2 separate regions of the Xenopus laevis genome follow, and region 1 is linked to region 2. A link is a contact called in public Hi-C data. All regions are on one chromosome and are shown on one strand. Each heading gives the region's core, a stretch centred on a gene start, on an enhancer-like site or on the middle of the called end of the contact. The rest is flanking DNA. Distances are from core to core; before and after follow the strand shown.

The links. A called contact is a pair of places that touch in the nucleus more often than the background predicts.
Region 1: a contact with region 2 is called in a Hi-C map of the XTC cell line, with 2.7 times the contacts expected there. The contact joins the promoter of gad1.1.L here to the enhancer-like site in region 2. A contact is called at or near these places in 2 of 4 Hi-C or Micro-C datasets (the XL177 cell line and the XTC cell line).

What each region holds. Positions count from the first base shown.
Region 1 is chr9_10L:75,635,759-75,642,134 of Xenopus_laevis_v10.1, reverse strand. It overlaps gad1.1.L (glutamate decarboxylase 1), which reads right to left and starts at 2,789. Exons shown (of 17, transcript XM_018233979.2): 1 at 2,428-2,789; 2 at 1,100-1,250. The coding sequence starts at 1,169.
Region 2 is chr9_10L:75,457,211-75,462,833 of Xenopus_laevis_v10.1, reverse strand. It overlaps myo3b.L (myosin-IIIb), which reads right to left. Exons shown (of 34, transcript XM_041576285.1): 4 at 1,445-1,549; 5 at 1,103-1,202. Among protein-coding and RNA genes, the nearest start is that of myo3b.L, 12 kb to the right of the region's middle. Within about 2 kb of position 1,478, at least 1 of the 7 cell types and tissues checked has an H3K27ac peak or open chromatin away from gene starts, as enhancers often do.

The DNA.
Region 1 (6,376 bases), core at 1,540-4,039, 180 kb before region 2:
AAATAAATGCAACCTAACTGCTCCCAAAGATTGTATAGAGACAACGATGGAGGAAGAGCACAGGGTGGCAGACAGGTATGTGTGGGGGCAAGGGGGGTCTCTCCCACCACTGGATAGGGCTGAGACGGCAGTCACATGCGAGGGGTGTATTGGGGCTCAGGGCTAAATGAATGACCCCGGAAAAAAAGAGAATTATTTCAGTTACGTGAATTCAGGCATTCCTCATCCCATAACCAGCGGGGACAGGCAGAGAGCATTCTGGGTATCTGATTAAACCCCCAGCCGATTGCTCTCCCTCACCAAGACCGTACACCAGGACATTTTATTAACCCTTTCCTAGCTCACATGATTAGATTGGCATTCGCCAGCACAACACAAAGTTTTATAAGAAGACCAATAAACAAGTCACAACGTAAAATCTCTGCAGGTCCCATCGACTAAAGGCTAAAGGTTTTTATTGGCTAATGAAGTCTATTCAGATTAATACCATCTATTAAGAACACAGTGCAATGTCCAGAGAGCTCAAGGCAAATGCCTTTATTGTTTCTTTCTCTGATTTGTGAGTTTGATTCCCCCCCTCCATTCTATTTCGTTCCAGAATGATCACAATAATGACTCTCTGTTCATGCATCAGAGCCCCTGCATCCTCCTCAGACTCACAGCCACACTCCCTTCCCTCTCTTTGTCTATGGTGATCACCTCACCCACCTTCCCCCTTTTCAACAGAGTAGCCTAAATTGGTCAGGCAGAGCTGGGGGTAAATTTAACCCCCCAGCCTGCTCCTATTGCCAAGTACAATGCCATCCACTTACATGTAATTTAGTCCCCAGTAGCTGTAATTACTAACAAAATGCTGGGTGATTATAGATTGTACAGAAAGAACATAAAACCAGCAAATTGCACAGATTGTGATTCAAATCACCAGCAAAATCCTGACAGATTTTCTTTTTTTATGCTACATTTTACTTTTGTGACTTAAATAAATCACCCTCCAAACATACAGCTTCCCACACGGGAAAGGGGACATTCAGTTTTATTTTATTGCATTTCCCCTTGTTCTGCTAAATGGAAGGATGAATACAAAATAATGGTTTCCTACTTGTGGGTCGCAGATTGATGGGGTTGGTGTCTTGGTTGGTGTCGGACGATGAAGGGGAAGACGATGCCATCTCTCCAGAGACAATCCTTTTGGACTGATGATTTTGCCTAATGTTCACAATCCTCTTTGAAGACTGGATAGCGAGATCCACCTCAAACATAGAAGGGAAGTCATTGTTAAGACCAAGAAAGCACAGACTCAATAGATCCAACTTAAATGAAGATGCCAATGGCAAGTCAGTGTCCTGGTGGCAATGACCTAGATCCTAATTCTGCTGCGAGCACTTGGCTAACAAAGGGAGAACTTCTTAGGCCATCTCTGGCATTGAGGGCTCCAAGGAGGCAAAAGTCGTTTGAAGTGACATTATTTCCAGGCTTTTGCCTAAGCGATTTGTCCTGTGTAGAACAGACTGGCTCAGTGGAGCATGCGATCTCCAGTAATTATATCAATGGGCACTGAGCTCTCTCATAATGACTTGTGTCGGGGGGAATTGCACAGGGACAGGGGAGGATTAGCACACCAAATTATTTCAACACAAAGAATACAGAGAGATCTAGAAATACTGGCTTGATAAATATGCCTTTTGTGTCTCTGATTCCCCCTAAAATTATACCTGTTTGTGTGTTGGGCTGCACTGAAGGTAGGTAATGCATTTAATATAGATATTAAAGTTATTTGTATCATAAAGCAGAAAACTGTTAAAAGCTTTTAAATGTACATTTAAAGATACCAAATACAGTAAGAATCTATCTATTTATTAATCTAACGTCCACCCTATCTCTCTCTCTATATATAATACAAAGACATTGATGTCTGAAATTTGTACAAACATGTCTCTGGTGCTCTAAAATAAATGAGAACCCTCACTGATTCATTAGTATTGTGTGCTTTTGCACAATTTACCAAATGTCGGTGTGTTGATCAGGTTGGTGTCACCCTCCACAGGTTTTATGTTTCTTCCAATGAAATCAAATATTCATTAGAAATGAATTGATCAAATGAAAGGATGTGTGGTTTATGGGCATCGCTGAGAGCAAGGTGAGCCCTGTATCCTCCTTGAACGAGATGCCAGAGCTGTGAGCATAGGATGGTGTAACAGGTTATATTATCACTTATGCAAGAATTCCTATCTTATCCTCTATCTATCTATCTATCTATCTATCTATCTATCTATCTATCTATCTATCTATCTATCTATCTAACTATCTATCTATCTATCTATCTATCTATCATCTATCTGTCTGACTGTTTGTGACTATCTGTCTATCATATAATTTATCGGTCTGCCTGTCAATCTATATGAGCAAATAATGAAATGAGCAGCTTACCTACTACTGTACCTGGAGGGACCCAAATCCAGAACACTTTAGTCCAACTGGCTGAAGTGTGGACCTAGCAGCCAGATAAACTCCTCTTTATACAAACTCCAGAAAAGAAAGACGTTTGAATGTCAATGGGGGCGCAGGAAGGAATTAAGGATGCCCCTGTCTCCTCCACAAGTGCTTGGATGTGCTATTTTAAAGACAGGCAGGAGAGGCAGTTTGTGTGTGTGCGCAGGCATGAGTCACTGGCGCCTCCTTTAGTCCACACAGTGTGTAGGGAGCACATCACTTGCTGAGCAGCTCGTGTGTCCAGCCACAGGCTAACGTGACTGACTTTCCCCTGTTCCTTTATGCCTGCAGGTTGGAGAGCAGTACGTAGGGAATACTGGGGCTGTACATTATACACCCATCACACTCTTTTCCCATGGAAAAGCCCTCATCTATTATCCCACCCCCATGTTCCAATAGACAGATCCAGATGGGGGGAGAGAGATACAGTTGTTATTCCCCTGAGTCCTGCTAAAGGGGTTAATCAACACTTAAGTTATAAGACGGGGTGAAACAATAGTATTGTGATTGCATAACATTGATTCATTATCCTCCTTGGCTGCTTAAAATCCCCCCTGAACTTCCCCCTTGTCTCAGACACATTTTTGTTTTATTTTAGCACTTTCATTGCATTATTGTCTTCATCGTTTCTTAAAGTTTGACTGCCTATAGTTTGACCCATTTATTTTTTTCTTATTTAATCAGATTTCTTGCTTTAGCAACTGGAAAAGGCGTGCCCAACTTATACTGTTTAATACAGTCTCCAAATATTCAGGCTGTCCTTTTAATGTCATTAAATCCTACATACATTTCATCGGGATGATGGATGTTGTTTGTTTTGTCACCCAGTGGACACTAGAGGGCATCACCGTTCTAGCAAATAAATCCATATCATGAACAATGAGCCTTTTGCAATAAATCGTTCTTAACAATGTATAGGTTCTATAAAGAGAATGTCTATATATATATATATATATATATATATATATATATATATATATATATATATATATATATATAGTCATTTTCCAAATTAATCTGCAAGTTTGAAAAAAAAAAAGAAAAACCCATGATTAGCTTTAAAGTTGGCAAAGACTTAGGGGCTGATACCATCAATTGCTAGTGGTATATAAACAATAAACCAAACACACAGCGTTTATCTTAAATCCTAGGATATTATCAACTATCTGAATTTTTTCTTCAATAAGTAAAACTAAGATGTCAATTATGAGGGATGTAAGAGAAAGTGACCCAATGCAGAGCAATTTCCAAGCTTCTGTCTTTTCAGCACCATGGACAGTGATGGGCTTAGCCTGCCTGAGCGCGTAACACTGCTGCCTGGGAGGTACTAAAAGTGAAAAAAATACATCGAAAACATAGCATCTAATAATACACATGCAAGAATTGTATAATGCAGAACAGATTTTTTGTTTCTATAATTTTTGTCCTGTTTTGAGCCAGGACAGCATAGGAATGTTTCATCAACCACCCACCCAACCTTCTCCACTTCAGCCCGTCCCTCTCTGTTTCCTCTTTTCCTTATTGCTTCCTACTCTTTCTATGTCTTCTCATGTTCCCTTCTGAATCACTTTCTCCTTTTTTAACCCTTCTTGTCCCATCACTCCCGCCTAGTTATTTAGACAATTCCTTATTTGTTATAACTTTTCCTCATTCTTTTCACTGTTGCTAGTAATCCTTATCCCTCTGTCATACTCTTCTCCCTACTATCTTCTCCAGACCACTTCTCTACTTCTTTCTCTCCAGTTTTCCTTATTACATTCTTTATTCTTATGTGTCGCTCCAATTCTGCCCACTCTTCAAACATCACCTCTCCCTTACTTTCTCCAGCCCCACTTCTCTATTCCTTCTTTTTCTCTCTCTCCATTCACTTTTTCTTATCTCCCTTCTTTTCCTGTCCCATTTTGCTATTATTTCAAATTTTTGCTCCACTTTATATTTACTCATTTCTTCTGCCTGCTTGATCTAAGGACTCCTGACACTCTCTGCTCCCATCTTCACTCTTCCTACTTCTGCTTCCCCGGTTAGCCTTGCTCATTTGTTTCTTAGGTTAGCATTTTGATGCTTTGGTGGTTTCACAGTATGCTTTGTGTGTTTACACATATCTACCCATGTAGTTAAGTGTTATACACAATCCCACTGAGCTGTTTCATGGCAGGAGGTCTAAATAAGTCTGGCACTCCCACGTCCTCTTCTAAGCTTGTTCTTGAACCTTCAAAAGTTCTATCCATTTTCATCCTACCTCATGCTGATGGTTAATATCAAATAGCTAAAGTGCATTAGTGGAGAAGGGTCTTTGCATTGGAACACATAGGAAGCTTGGACCTGTAGCTGTTGCTTTCCGTCTTGTGTCCTACTCATATACACATTTCACTTTGACTTTGTTTTAAGCCACTTTCCATGTAATTAAAAAACTATTCTCTCAGTTATCTCCTAGAGATCATGTCACACATTCTAAGCTTTTCTATACAAATCTATTTAGAAATGAGGCTCTGTGAGGAGGGCTGGAAATAATAAGCATGAGGAGCCAATAATAATCATGCAGGCTACTGACGTGGCTTTCAATGAGAAGGCTGCATCGATCAAATGGGGGATATGATCTCTCACAGATGTTATCAATGCATGTCAAGTTATATTGTCCAGCTGATTCATTCTTCATGTGCTTGTTTTAGACATTTTGATGAATCAGTCTCATAATAACACAACATTTAGTGATACTATCTCACATATCACAATAACATGTTTCATAAATATGCTCCAAAATGCTGTGCCAAAAGATAGAAAAAGATAGAGGTTTTTAAAACCCAATGCATCATGGACTGTCTAAACAAAAATTTGGCTTTAGTAGGTAATGGCTTGGCTCAGGAGTAAAACTAAGGTAGGTCTAAACAAGTTATAGGTTAGTCTGGATGTCACATTCCGCTCATATTCCTGTTATTCAGCATCATTTCCACCATAGCTAGAGTTATAGAAGAGGAGGCAATGTAGGAAAACAGGGGTAGCGATTTAATGAATCAGGCTTTCCATTCTGCTGCACCTTTAGCTGTATCTGTGCATAGCTAATATATTAATATTACAGTAAATTTTATATATTTCTTCCCTAAAACTGACTCTTTATATACCCTAATGCTCTAAAATAGGAACCCCAAGCTTAACTACAGATGCACTGGAAACATGCTTTCAAGCCCAGCTAGGCTCAAAAATGTAAGCAAACGCTCTATGCTATTGGGCTAAACTTGCTCATAATTTAATGTGCCATTGGATTTTGTTTATTATTTGTTTCTGGCCCGTGTGCAGCTTTGGGTCCCACATGAAGCACCTATCACTGAGTTGAGTATTCTGTTTCATTTTACCCTTGATAGCATTATGGCGCATACTGGAAGTTGTAGTCTAGAAACATTTGCGCAGAGCAACACTGCTATGGAAGGTGTTTGTTCCCTTTAAACATATTCTAGTAGTTCTCTATATTGCTTTGCATTCAGTTCTCTCTAGTTGTATGTGTTTTCTTGTGAGGTGACTGGCATCTTGAAGGAAATTAAAGCTGTTACAATTATTTAATAAGTGCATTGGAACACTAGGTTCCCCCTTTATCAGTACCAGGGTTTAAATGCTGTGATACTACACTGGAGAGAGCACCGGAGGCAAAAAACACATCCTCCTCTGTGTCAGCAGGAACAGATAACCTCTGTAATGGCTAGTGCTGTTCCAGGAATGTGTATCATCACTTAATTACTATTCCTTTCCTTTCAATGTATGCATTCTGTAGATAAGCATTATTTTTTCATCCTATATGAAGGCTATTCGGGCAACTGATTTAATTAGGTATGGCACAGAAAGAAGGTATATACTATCATCAGAGACATGATGTATTTTTCTGTGTTATACAGTA
Region 2 (5,623 bases), core at 229-2,728:
ACGAGGAAACTTCGGGCGACTTCAGAAAACAAATCGGTCCAAGTGCCATTCTGCCGGTGATTTAGATTATAGCCGACAGTAAACTTCGGGGAGATTAGTCGCCAGAAGAAGAGGCAATTTGTCCCCGGGCGACTAATCTCCCCGGATCTCCACGTGTGTATCTGCCTTTAGGGTCTAGTTCTCCTTTAAGCCCTAGGCTTAATTAATTTACATATAATTATGGAAATGCTATCCCATATTTAATAAATATGATTTTCAACATTGCTAGTCTATTTATCTTAGCACAGTAAAAATGTAAATGAATTCTGAGTACTGGTTTGTTTATTTGTTTGTTTGGTTTATTTGATAGGTAGATGCAAGCTTTTAATCTATATTCCAAGCTTTTACAGTGTAACCTACACATGCTCACATATACTGTATAAAGAAAAAGGGGTAAATCTTGCATTAAATTATATTGGATGCAATAATGAAAGTTGTTTTCTAAATCTGCTGGCCCTAAATCACAATGTAGGTGGGCGCTGTAGCTGAGTGGCAGCTGCCTGGCTGAAGGACGATGCCTGCTTTAGAAGAAAATCCAGACCTTCTCTGAAGCCTTTCCTTTGCCTCACGCTATTTCAGCCGTTTATTTCATTGCAGTCAGGCTTACATCGACTGCAATAATCACAAATTAAATGGATCTGTTGGTTTTCAGACCCAAAGGACCATTTTACCTTCTGCTCAAAGGGAATGAATGTGCTCCAGGCTATTAACACCATTTGAGGGAAACAAGCATTTTCTTTTCATATGCAAAAGATGGAATTATTGAATTTAAATGAGGTGACTGCACAGAAATAGAAGGCACACTAGCAGATTGCAAGTGTGTTGGTAAATGAGGGCTTTGCTATTTTTTAGAGTTTAAAACAAGACTATATGCAGCCACCCAAAACAGATTATGTGACAGGAACTCAGAGGGAGCTCCATCTGTTACAGCCAAAGTACCCAGCGGCTCCTGCTGAATGTGATCGCTAGACCTGTGGCGTTCTCCCAGCCTTCTACACTCACGACAAATTGAAACAATTGAATGAACAGAGCAAGGAGCCAATACACGACACACAGTCATTACCAAAGTCAACCAGCTTGACTCCTCCTTCTGTCGTGAGGAGAATATTGTTCCCTTTGACGTCACGATGAATGATTCTATTGTTGTGCAAATGCTGAAGGCCCTGAATGACAAAGCAACAAAAAAAATGACTCCCCTGTTTAAAAATAATTACTGCACTATTAAAAGCGTAATGATAACAATCTGCAATCATTCTGAAGAACATCTGCCTGGCCCAGCAAAGGCCTGTCACCCCCACAGGGAATCACAGCAGGTACTATTAGCCTAATACCACATGACCCCAAAGTGAATAATGAGCTTAAGCTTCATTCACTCTGCCATTAAGTGCTAGATGAGCCATCTTACCAAGAGAGCTCCGTACAGAATGTAGGAGATTATCATTTCATCCAAGCGCTGGCCACACTTCAAGATGCTTTTTACCAGGTCTGTAACAGATCCACCATTGCACAGCTATAGGGAGAGGAAACAAGGCAGGAGGATTAGAAGGTGTTATGGGGAGATGAAATCACAATATAAATTACCCAGTCTGAGCCAAAATGTAACATCTTAATGAAAATGTTACAAAATGTTTGAGTGATTAAAAGGATCAGTAATTCAAATTCAAATCCTTAATGCGACATGAGTTATTTGTATCTAGTACACAGATGATGTTTTCTTTCTGAAGCAGAGGTCTTCTGCCTTCTTTGTTGTATAGTCACCCACCCATGCTATCTCAACTTCCTTATGTAAATGACTTTTTAAATAAATATATTGTGTACACACAGGGCGGACAAGTAATATAATAAATACACTAAATATATATATACACACAGTTTAAGTGCAATGTGGTAGGAGAGAAAGTAGGAAGGAGGTCCCTGCCTTAAAGAGCTTACAGTCTAAGTGGGTGGATAATATACAGGCACCAATTTGGGGGCAAAAGTGTACAAGGTTACAGTCTTGTCCCTCAAGTGCCAGGACTAGCCTTATGTTCTCGTGCTCCAAAAGGTAGAATCTGAGTTCTTCCTTGAAAAGATTGAGAGAGCGCTCCTTACAGAGAAATGCGGGGATGGAATTCCAGAGGTAACAAGCAACAAGATACAAAGGTTTAAGACGAGAGGTGGCAGAGTGTGTGGATGTGTGTTGAAAAGATAGTGGCTCTGAGAGAAGAAGAGGAAACAGCAACAACAGGATACAGTGTAGACTGGGACCCTGTTTTCTGTAACATTTTATTTAGAGTTTATTATAACGTATTACTAAGAGATCATGGCTGTCACATTAATCTGTCACATTAATCCTACAGTCATTTAGTTATAGAATGCAATGAAAAGCCATAAATAAACCATAAATAAACCATAAAATATATCCTGTTGTGATGTCATTAGTTATGCATGGTGATATGTGGTGTCACTTGTGTAACAGAACTTAGTGAAGCTGCAATATAATGTGCCACTTAATTTGAAATATAAGGGTGGTAGGAGTTGCGGCAGCCTGTGACTTCATACCTTCCTTTGATTATTAGACTCCTCAGTAACTTCTAATAGCCATATATATTTTACAGTAGGTGGGGATAATTTCCTATATTAATTAGCTTAAGGTACAGTCAATAAGGTTAGATTGGGCAGAAAATGGCAAGAATCAATTGCGTCTAATTTTCTGCATAGATATAGATTTACTTTATTGTACTTTCTCATGCTGCGCTGGATGAAGAAATGTATCCCAGTCAGATGCAATCAATGAGACTTGGTTTTGATAAAGAAAAGTACAGAAAAGTACAGAAAAGTACAACTGAGCTTATGAAAGGGATTTTAGAAATGCAGGTTTGCTATGACGAAGGTGCCAGGGAGAGAAGATTGATGTGCTGGATAACAATGAGGCAACAAATTACAGTCATTTGAAGCCTTTGCTGCATCACTGCCCCCACTGGCAGGCCATATAAAATAGACAGCAGCCATATCTCTATACATAGACTTGATGGCATGCTCTGACATCACTGGAGATGAAACATTCTGATCCAGGAAAGCACCGCTCCTTGCAGGCAGTTTCCATTAGCGCAGGGCCATACATCAGAGGTGATGATAAAAAGCAGGAATTAGGTCCTTTGTGGATGTGTTTTTACCCACAACATTAGCTTCTAAACCATCCCTGTCCTCAGCATGATTTCCCTGGCATGTTTCCTGATTACATATGAACACCATGTAACAACAGAAAGATATATCCACTTTACAAATAATATGCCCATCTTTTATTGGATTTTATTTTATACCAGACATCTTCTAACCCTTTGAGTGCCACAGAATTGCAATTTGGACTAGATTCCTAACTATCGAAGGATACAGACCATCTAATATTGATGCATTTTGTAGATAACATTATATCCTGAATGCCTGGTTCTCAACAAAAACAATTATTTGTTTCACTAAATGAAATAGTATCACTGTTTAGTAGTCTATTTTATAAAGAAACAAAAAATATGAGAGTATATTTTATTGAGTAAATTGTTTCTTTAAATGATCAGTGCCACAAATAATGAAACTTATTCATTTGAATGGAAATGTCATTTTCTTCTGTTCTGTGTATGTTTAATTGTTTTCTTTAATGCAGAAGTCCTGACTTTTATGGCAGTGTGTTTGCATGTTCTAGCATGTTCAGCCATCATTCATCTGTTGTCTAAACAAAGTTCTAACAAGTGTATTGGGTTCAGTGGAGCCTTAAGTATTGATGAACTTAATTGACAAAATTACATTTTAATATTATTGGTCCTAAAAACAAAATTTAAACCAGACTAATACCAACTACTATGCCATTAGTGTACTCTACTTTAAACCCAGTGTAACCCAAAGAAGTTAATTAGATAAATTTAGATGGCAAAGAATTTCTATTCCTCTGCCATAATGCTAAAGGTCGTGGAAATATTCTCTAGAGAACTATAGCAAAGGCACTGTTATTGGAGCCTTTCCCATATTGGTGTGTGTATGTGTGTGTGTACACAGATACATTACTTTACACTTAAGCATGAAATTATTCAAATGTTATTAATTTTCCCTTTAGGAAATGGGGATAAGTACTATGTATTATGTATTAATATTATTATTATTTTATAAGTAGTAGTAGTAGTAGTAGTAATCTGTATAGATGCTGTAGGACTAACTGGACTTTGTTCCACTGTTGTCGATACAGAAAAAGCACGATCTGTATATCCATTTAAATGATGCTAAAATTCACTTTTAAAATACCAAAGTGCTGTGTTAAAGGTTGTGCTAAAATCTGTTAACCCTCACATTATGGATAGGCCATACCCAAAGTCAAGTTTAAAAATACAGTGGTGGCATTGTATGTATTTATGCACTGAAGTAGGTGGCTCAAGCTTTGACATCTGGGCTTTTGCCATCAAAGAAAATAAAATGAAGCATATATGCCCAAGAACAGCACAATTCTAAAATATATAGCTTTCCTAATAAAGAGCTAATATGGAGGCTGTCACACGAAATGTGTTATTGTGCAGTTTCGATGCAAACCTTGACATTTTATGGAAACCCTCACTGTTAGGGTTCCCTGTTATTTCTTGGATACATGGAAATTAGCTCAGTATATTATACAGAGTAGACGTCAGAGACGCCCCTGATGGCTATGATTGCGGAACATGACAAGTAAGGGTCACAGAGCATTACAGGCCATCATAAATAATGCTTGTGTATTTCCAGAGCCCTAAAAAGCCTTTAAATTATAGCTGCTCAGAAAGTAAATTGAAGTGACTTTGACAGCAGGGGACATCTTTACAGTACCATGCAGATTTATAATGCTGTCTATGTGTTCTGTTTCAGATTACTACTGAAAGAAAAATATAATACCCAAGTTTTGTGATTTCTAAAATACTGTCTTTAAATCTTACATGCTGTATGCAATAGCATAAGTAGTAAAGGCCTACATCAATATCTTATTAGGGAGTCACCTCACCTTTGGGAACAAGATACTATGGTACAGGTATGGGACCTGTTATCTAGAATGCTCGGGACCTGGGGTTTTCCTGATAATGGATTTTCCGTAATTTGGATCATCATACCTTAAGGGGCCCATTCACTAAGTTCGAGTGAAGGAATAGAAGGAAAAAATCTCGAACTTCGAGTAGTTTTTTGTGCTCCTCGACTATCGAATTGACGTAAATTCGCCTGAGTAGAATGATTCGAATAGATCGAGCGCAAAAACGCTGCGACTATTCGCCCATTCTGGAGTCTACGGGAGATGGACATTCCGTAATTCAGATCTTTCTGGATAACGGGTTTCCGCATAACGCATCCCATACTTATATATTGTATATTCCCTTCTCAAAATCTTTTCCACGATAACAGTGTAAAGCCTGGGTAGTAGTAGAGCTAATACACAAAGGATGATGACAACATTCATATTATAGTATTATATTGCATATTATTTGCATTATAGCTATTTGTCAATAAGCAAAACTACATCTGGAACAAAATGTCTATTTTAATTACTTCAATTACTTTAATTAAATGTACCCTGGGCTTTGCCAGGATGAGATTATACAAA